Linked DNA regions of Mus musculus: region 1 is linked to region 2. The links are chromatin contacts, called in public HiChIP or PLAC-seq maps. All regions are on one chromosome and are shown on one strand. Each heading gives the region's core, a stretch centred on a gene start, on an enhancer-like site or on the middle of the called end of the contact. The rest is flanking DNA. Distances are from core to core; before and after follow the strand shown. Region 1 overlaps Gm30217 (a long non-coding RNA gene). Region 2 has its middle 42 kb from the start of Sar1b.

Evidence for each region. HiChIP or PLAC-seq counts read pairs in DNA pulled down with a chosen protein or histone mark.
Region 1: a contact with region 2 is called in an H3K27ac HiChIP or PLAC-seq map of embryonic stem cells, with 5 read pairs. The contact joins two enhancer-like sites. A contact is called at or near these places in 3 of 115 datasets of contacts at active chromatin or transcription factors (embryonic stem cells and large pre-B cells) and 1 of 9 other capture datasets (embryonic stem cells).

What each region holds. Positions count from the first base shown.
Region 1 is chr11:52,317,257-52,319,956 of GRCm38.p6, forward strand. It overlaps Gm30217 (a long non-coding RNA gene), which reads left to right. Exons shown (of 3, transcript XR_388631.3): 3 at 1,173-1,464. Among named protein-coding and RNA genes, the nearest start is that of Gm30217, 11 kb to the left of the region's middle. Within about 2 kb of position 1,420, at least 69 of the 459 cell types and tissues checked have an H3K27ac peak or open chromatin away from gene starts, as enhancers often do.
Region 2 is chr11:51,804,004-51,806,703 of GRCm38.p6, forward strand. No RefSeq gene overlaps it. Among named protein-coding and RNA genes, the nearest start is that of Sar1b, 42 kb to the left of the region's middle. Within about 2 kb of position 1,363, at least 254 of the 459 cell types and tissues checked have an H3K27ac peak or open chromatin away from gene starts, as enhancers often do.

The sequences.
Region 1 (2,700 bases), core at 170-2,669, 510 kb after region 2:
CTCCTTAGAAGTGGGAACAAAACACCCATGGAAGGAGTTACAGAGACAAAGTTTGGAGCTGAGACTAAAGGATGGACCATGTAGAGACTGCCATATCCAGGGATCCACCCCATAATCAGCTTCCAAACGCTGACACCATTGCATACACTAGCAAGATTTTATCGAAAGGACCCAGATATAGCTGTCTCTTGTGAGACTATGCCGGGGCCTAGCAAACACAGAAGTGGATGCTCACAGTCAGCTATTGGATGGATCACAGGGCTCCCAATGGAGGAGCTAGAGAAAGTACCCAAGGAGCTAAAGGGATCTGCAACCCTATAGGTGGAACAACATTATGAACTAACCAGTACCCCGGAGCTCTTGACTCTAGCTGCATATGTATCAAAAGATGGCCTAGTCGGCCATCACTGCAAAGAGAGGCCCATTGGACACGCAAACTTTATATGCCCCAGTACAGGGGAACGCCAGGGCCAAAAAGGGTGAGTGGGTGGGTAGGGGAGTGGGGGTGGGTGGGTATGGGGGATTTTTGGTATAGCATTGGAAATGTAAATGAGCTAAATACCTAATAAAAAATGGAAAAAAAAAAGAAATGAAATTTGAAAGTTTTTCTCTTTAAGGAAACTGTCTTTGTTGGGCTGTGGTAGCACTCGCCTTCAATCCCAGCACTCAGGAGGCAAAGGCAGATGGATCTCTGAGTCTAAGGCCAATCTGGTCTACAGAGTAAATTCCAGGATAGCCAGGAGTACACGGAGAAACCCTGTCTTGAAAACCCAAAACCAAAACAAATGAAAAAAGAAAAAGAGAACGACAAGAAAAGAAACACTGTCTATAAATAAATAAATAAATAAATAAATAAATAAATGGGGTAAAGCTATTAGCTCACTCTGTGTATACAGGATAGGGCCACAGTTAAGTCAGCTGCTGGTGCCCAACACTTGCCCTATTGGGGAGCCTAACCTGGAAGTTTCTATAGGACTCTTTTTCTTTCATGGGTTTGAAACTGGGAGAGGAGAGGAGAGGAGCCCCTATCCATGGTCCCTCAGGAAGCTTATGCCAACAGCAACGTTCTTGTACAGAGCGGACCCCTTGACCTCAAGTAGGGCAAAAGAGGACACCACCAGTTTCCAAGGACCTAGCAATGGCTTACTTTTTTTTTTCTTCTTTTAAATGAGGGCCAGTGGGGACTGTGACTACAGATGCCCTCCATCTCTGATGGCGCATTCTTATCGAGGGCGACCGACCACAATGAGCAGCCTTTGAGAGACCGCAGCTCAGCTGGCTTTGATGTCACCTGGCCTGTGGCCTGCCTGTGTGGATGCAGCGATCCTTCTACCCGGCCACACGCCCACTGGGCCCCGCACACCCTGCAAGCAGCTGGAAGTCAGGCTTCACAGCCACTGTGAGAAGCCCCCACCGCAGGCCACTCTAACATCACTCACAGCTTCCAGTGCCTGCCCAAGTTCAAACAGGAAGCCTGGGTTTTTCCTGTGTTGACGACAGCTTGTGTTCTCTTTCTGTTCAGCTCTGGGGCGCCCTGATGGCTTGGGCTCCTGGGGATGAATGTTTGAGGGTATCAGTGTGCTTCGGGGTCTTTCTGGCAAAAGTCTCAGCAGAACCACTTCTTCCGGGAAGGCTGGGCAAAGGCCTGGAGGGTGGTCTAGATCATCAATTGCTTTGCCGGTGAAAGCGGACTCTGGCCAAGCACTTAGTGAGCCTGCAGTACACACATGTTCTATCAATCCTCACTGAAGTCGCATGTCTGCAGACAAGCCAGGCTCTTTGCATGTTCCTGGGATACCACCTGCTCTGTGCCCGTGGCCTAGACAGTCACCCAGGAGGTATCTCCTGGCTTTCCTCTTCCTCATTCCCTTCCCCAGCGGAGACAAAGACTGCCTGTCTCTTTTCCTCGGTGTCCCCGCGTGCAGCCCCTCCCCCTGGCACCTATGAGGGTCTTCCTCCACTATGTCTTCACAGTTCTGCCTCATCTCTTTCCACCCACAGACCACTTGATGGTGGTCAAAGCATCTTCCTCAGATGCCCGAGGGACCGTGTCAAAACCAGACATCTTTGCTTCTCATCCTTGCCCACCTCCTGTGTGCTGAGTCTGAACGCCCTACTATGGAGTCCTTCATCCATAGGAGCCTTCGACCTCCTTGAACGCACCCTTGCCTCTGTTTGTGCTGATGGCACCCAGGCCTTTGTGGGTCCCTAAAGAGGCCACAGTCTTATTAGTTTCCTGGGCTGACTGCATGGTTCTGACTGAGCCTGCTTGTCCCTGTCCTCTGTAGTATGCCAGTTCTTACCCTCTGTTGACCCCTGTCACTCTCCTCTGATATTAGCTTGCTGGATGGCTGACTGGTTTTAATATAGGGTCTCTTGTAGTCCAGCTTGACCCCTAATTTACTATATAGCAGACGATGACCTTGAACTCTCTGATCCATTGGTGCTTCCTCCCAAGTGCTGGGACAACAATATTTGCCCCCACACCAGATTTGATCTCTTTTCTCTGCATGTGTATGATAATCCATTCTGCAAGCATCCTCTTCAGGGGTCTCTAACCCCAGAAGGCAGGGATTGGATGTGGCTTCCTGTCTGAAGATCAGCCCCACCCTGCTTGGTTAAGAGGAGCCCTTCACGGTTGGGAGTGGAGAGGGGCCCAGGCACTGAGACCCCCCCTGCCTAACTCCCCGTTGGAGCATG
Region 2 (2,700 bases), core at 113-2,612:
GTTCGATCCCCAGCAAAATACAAATAAAAATACAAAAGTAATAAGTGACTATGTTACAGACAAGCTGAAGTTACTGAAACAGAGGCAATGTCTACCTGAGAAGCACCTGACTGAGCCCTGAGGTGAGACTCTTGATACAGCTGAGATCATATCTGACCAGTCTTCATATTAACCCCTGGCCTGGGACTGGCTAGGCCTGAACAAGATGGTGCAGTCCATCCCATGTGCAGGGTATAGTAGAGGCACAGGAAAGGTCACCCTGGAAATGACTGCATTCAGAAAGGTGGCGGCAAGATGCTTCGACTGTTAGAAAATTGCTTCATGGCTGCCTAGTCAAACTGAACTGGACTAGATGTTTATGCTGTGAGGACCCTAGAGGATCGTGAATAGGATGCATTTGGGAGGCTGGCAGCTCACGATTGTAATCCTGTGACCCTAACAGTCTTTACAGGTGAAGCTGGTCTAGAGACTCGTCTCTGACTACTCTCAGGCTATTGAAACAAATGAAACAAGGGTCCCAAGAAGGAAAAGGTTGCAAGCCCTGGTGCTGGCTGAAGGAAGAACTTGCCTCCTGGAGAGAGATTTAATTCTGACAACTGTTAGCCCACCTGAGAGGACAGACAATGATGGGTCAGGGATGGGTGGACCACACTTTGACCACAATGGCTTAGTTAAGCATGCTTCCTTCTTGCTTTCTATTCAAACCTAAACCTCATGTCAGGGCTGAAGATGGATTTTGGGCTGGGGGTGGAGGTCACTAAAGCTCTCTATCTGCTTCTCTTCCCAATGTGGCCACACCAACTAAATCTCCTTTGTCTGTTTTCACTAATGTCTATGTATTTAATGTACTGTGGATGAGTGGCAGAGCCTGTGGTGTTAGCCCTGTCAGAGCTCAGGCTTTGACCAGAATTACTCTACTCACAATCCCAGTATTGCCACAAGTTTAAGACTAGCCTGATGGGCTGGAGAAATGGCTCAGAGGTTAAGAGCACTGACTGCCCTTCCAGAGGTCCTCAGTTCAATTCCCAGCAACCACATGATGGCTCACAACCATCTGTAATGGGATCTGATGCCCTCTTCTGGGGTGTCTTTAGACAGCTACAGTGTACTCACGTACTTTAAATAAATAAATGAATCTTAAAAAAAAAAAAAAAAGACTAGCCTGAGTGAGACCTTATGGGGAGAGAGGGAGGGTTCCAGCTGCTGGAACTGAAGAGAAGGCTCAGTGCTTAAGTGAACTTGCTGCTCTTGGTTCTGGCACTAAAGAGTCCAACATCCACTTCAGTTCTCAGGTTTCTGTGAACATCAAGTGAGAGTTTCCTGCCAAAAGACTACATTTCCCATCGTCCCTTGCAGCCAGACCAAGGAGTTCCTGGAAGGGTGGGACTACAATGTAGCTGGTAGTTGTTTCCGCCTCACAAGGAACTGGAGTACTGTCTTCTGTAGGCATTTTGGCCACCCAGACGTGGGTGATGAAATGCTTCTTCACTGTGAATAAACACGGTCTCACTTAAGGTCCGACCAAACCTCGCTCTTACCCCCTTCAACCTCTCTACAGGAAGTAACCTGACACCAAGCACGTACAGGTGCACGTACATGAGGGCAAAACACTCATACACATGAAATAAAAATAAATAGTACCTAAAAAAACCCCTTCAGCTGTTGCTTAGGCCAACACATACCTACAGCAGCCTTGTCCGCCCACGGATCCTGGCAGGTGCCCAGCTGGGGACACTGTGGAGTCTCTAGTTAGGACGAAGAGTCTCACCTGGGGAGTTGAATTTAACTCAGAGGAGGCATTCTGGCCGCACGCCCCACTCCCCACCCCCTTTCTCTTCCTCCTGCCCGGGATTGGAGAGCCTGGCTACAGGCTTGTGTGGTCCAACTTCTCTCCTTAGAAAGTTGTAAGAAAGCCGCACGGTGGTGGTGCTTACTTTTAAGTCCAGCACTCAGGAGGTAGCGGCAGATATCTCTCTGTGGGTCTGAGGCCAGCCTGACACACAGTGAGTTCCAGGACCGCCAGGGCCACACAGAGAAACCCTGTCTCCAAAAACAAGTAAACAAGAGACACCCACTTCTGCCACATGGGCTCTGACTCCCTCTCTTCAGAGCCGTCTGACTGTCCATGGCATTTAGTAAGTCTTATGGCCTCCAAGTACAATTTCTGTCTCAGTGTCCTGTATCATATGTGAGAGAATTGAGGGGTGGGGATTAGGAATCGTCTACCCTGCTCCTCCTTAGCTCCCACAAACTAGCCAAAGTTGGATTCCACCAAAGTTCAGCCTAGGGAGCCAATGACTTCACTAAAGTTACTCACAGAGTAAGGATGAGGGGGTTGCAAAGGAGTATGGGTGATCTCTGAGAAGCGGCACTAGAAGGTGGGCACAAAAATGAATGGCTTCTGTGGTTGTATACATGGAGCCCCCTTCTTTCAGGTCTTCCAAGCCCCTCCTGAAACCCCCAAGGCCACACACAGTTAGGAAAGAACACAATTATGATCAGCTAGAAGGAGTATCTGGATAGTCAGGTGAAGGTCCCAAGACCCTCCATCCCTCCTCCCATGGGGAAACCTCAACAGCCAACAAGCTCAGCTATGCCTTTGGTTGTTTAATGATATTTTGCAGAGAAACCCATCAGCATGTCTGAAGGCAGCAGCCCTTTGTCTTGGAAAACAATCCTTTATAACAACAGCCAAGACCT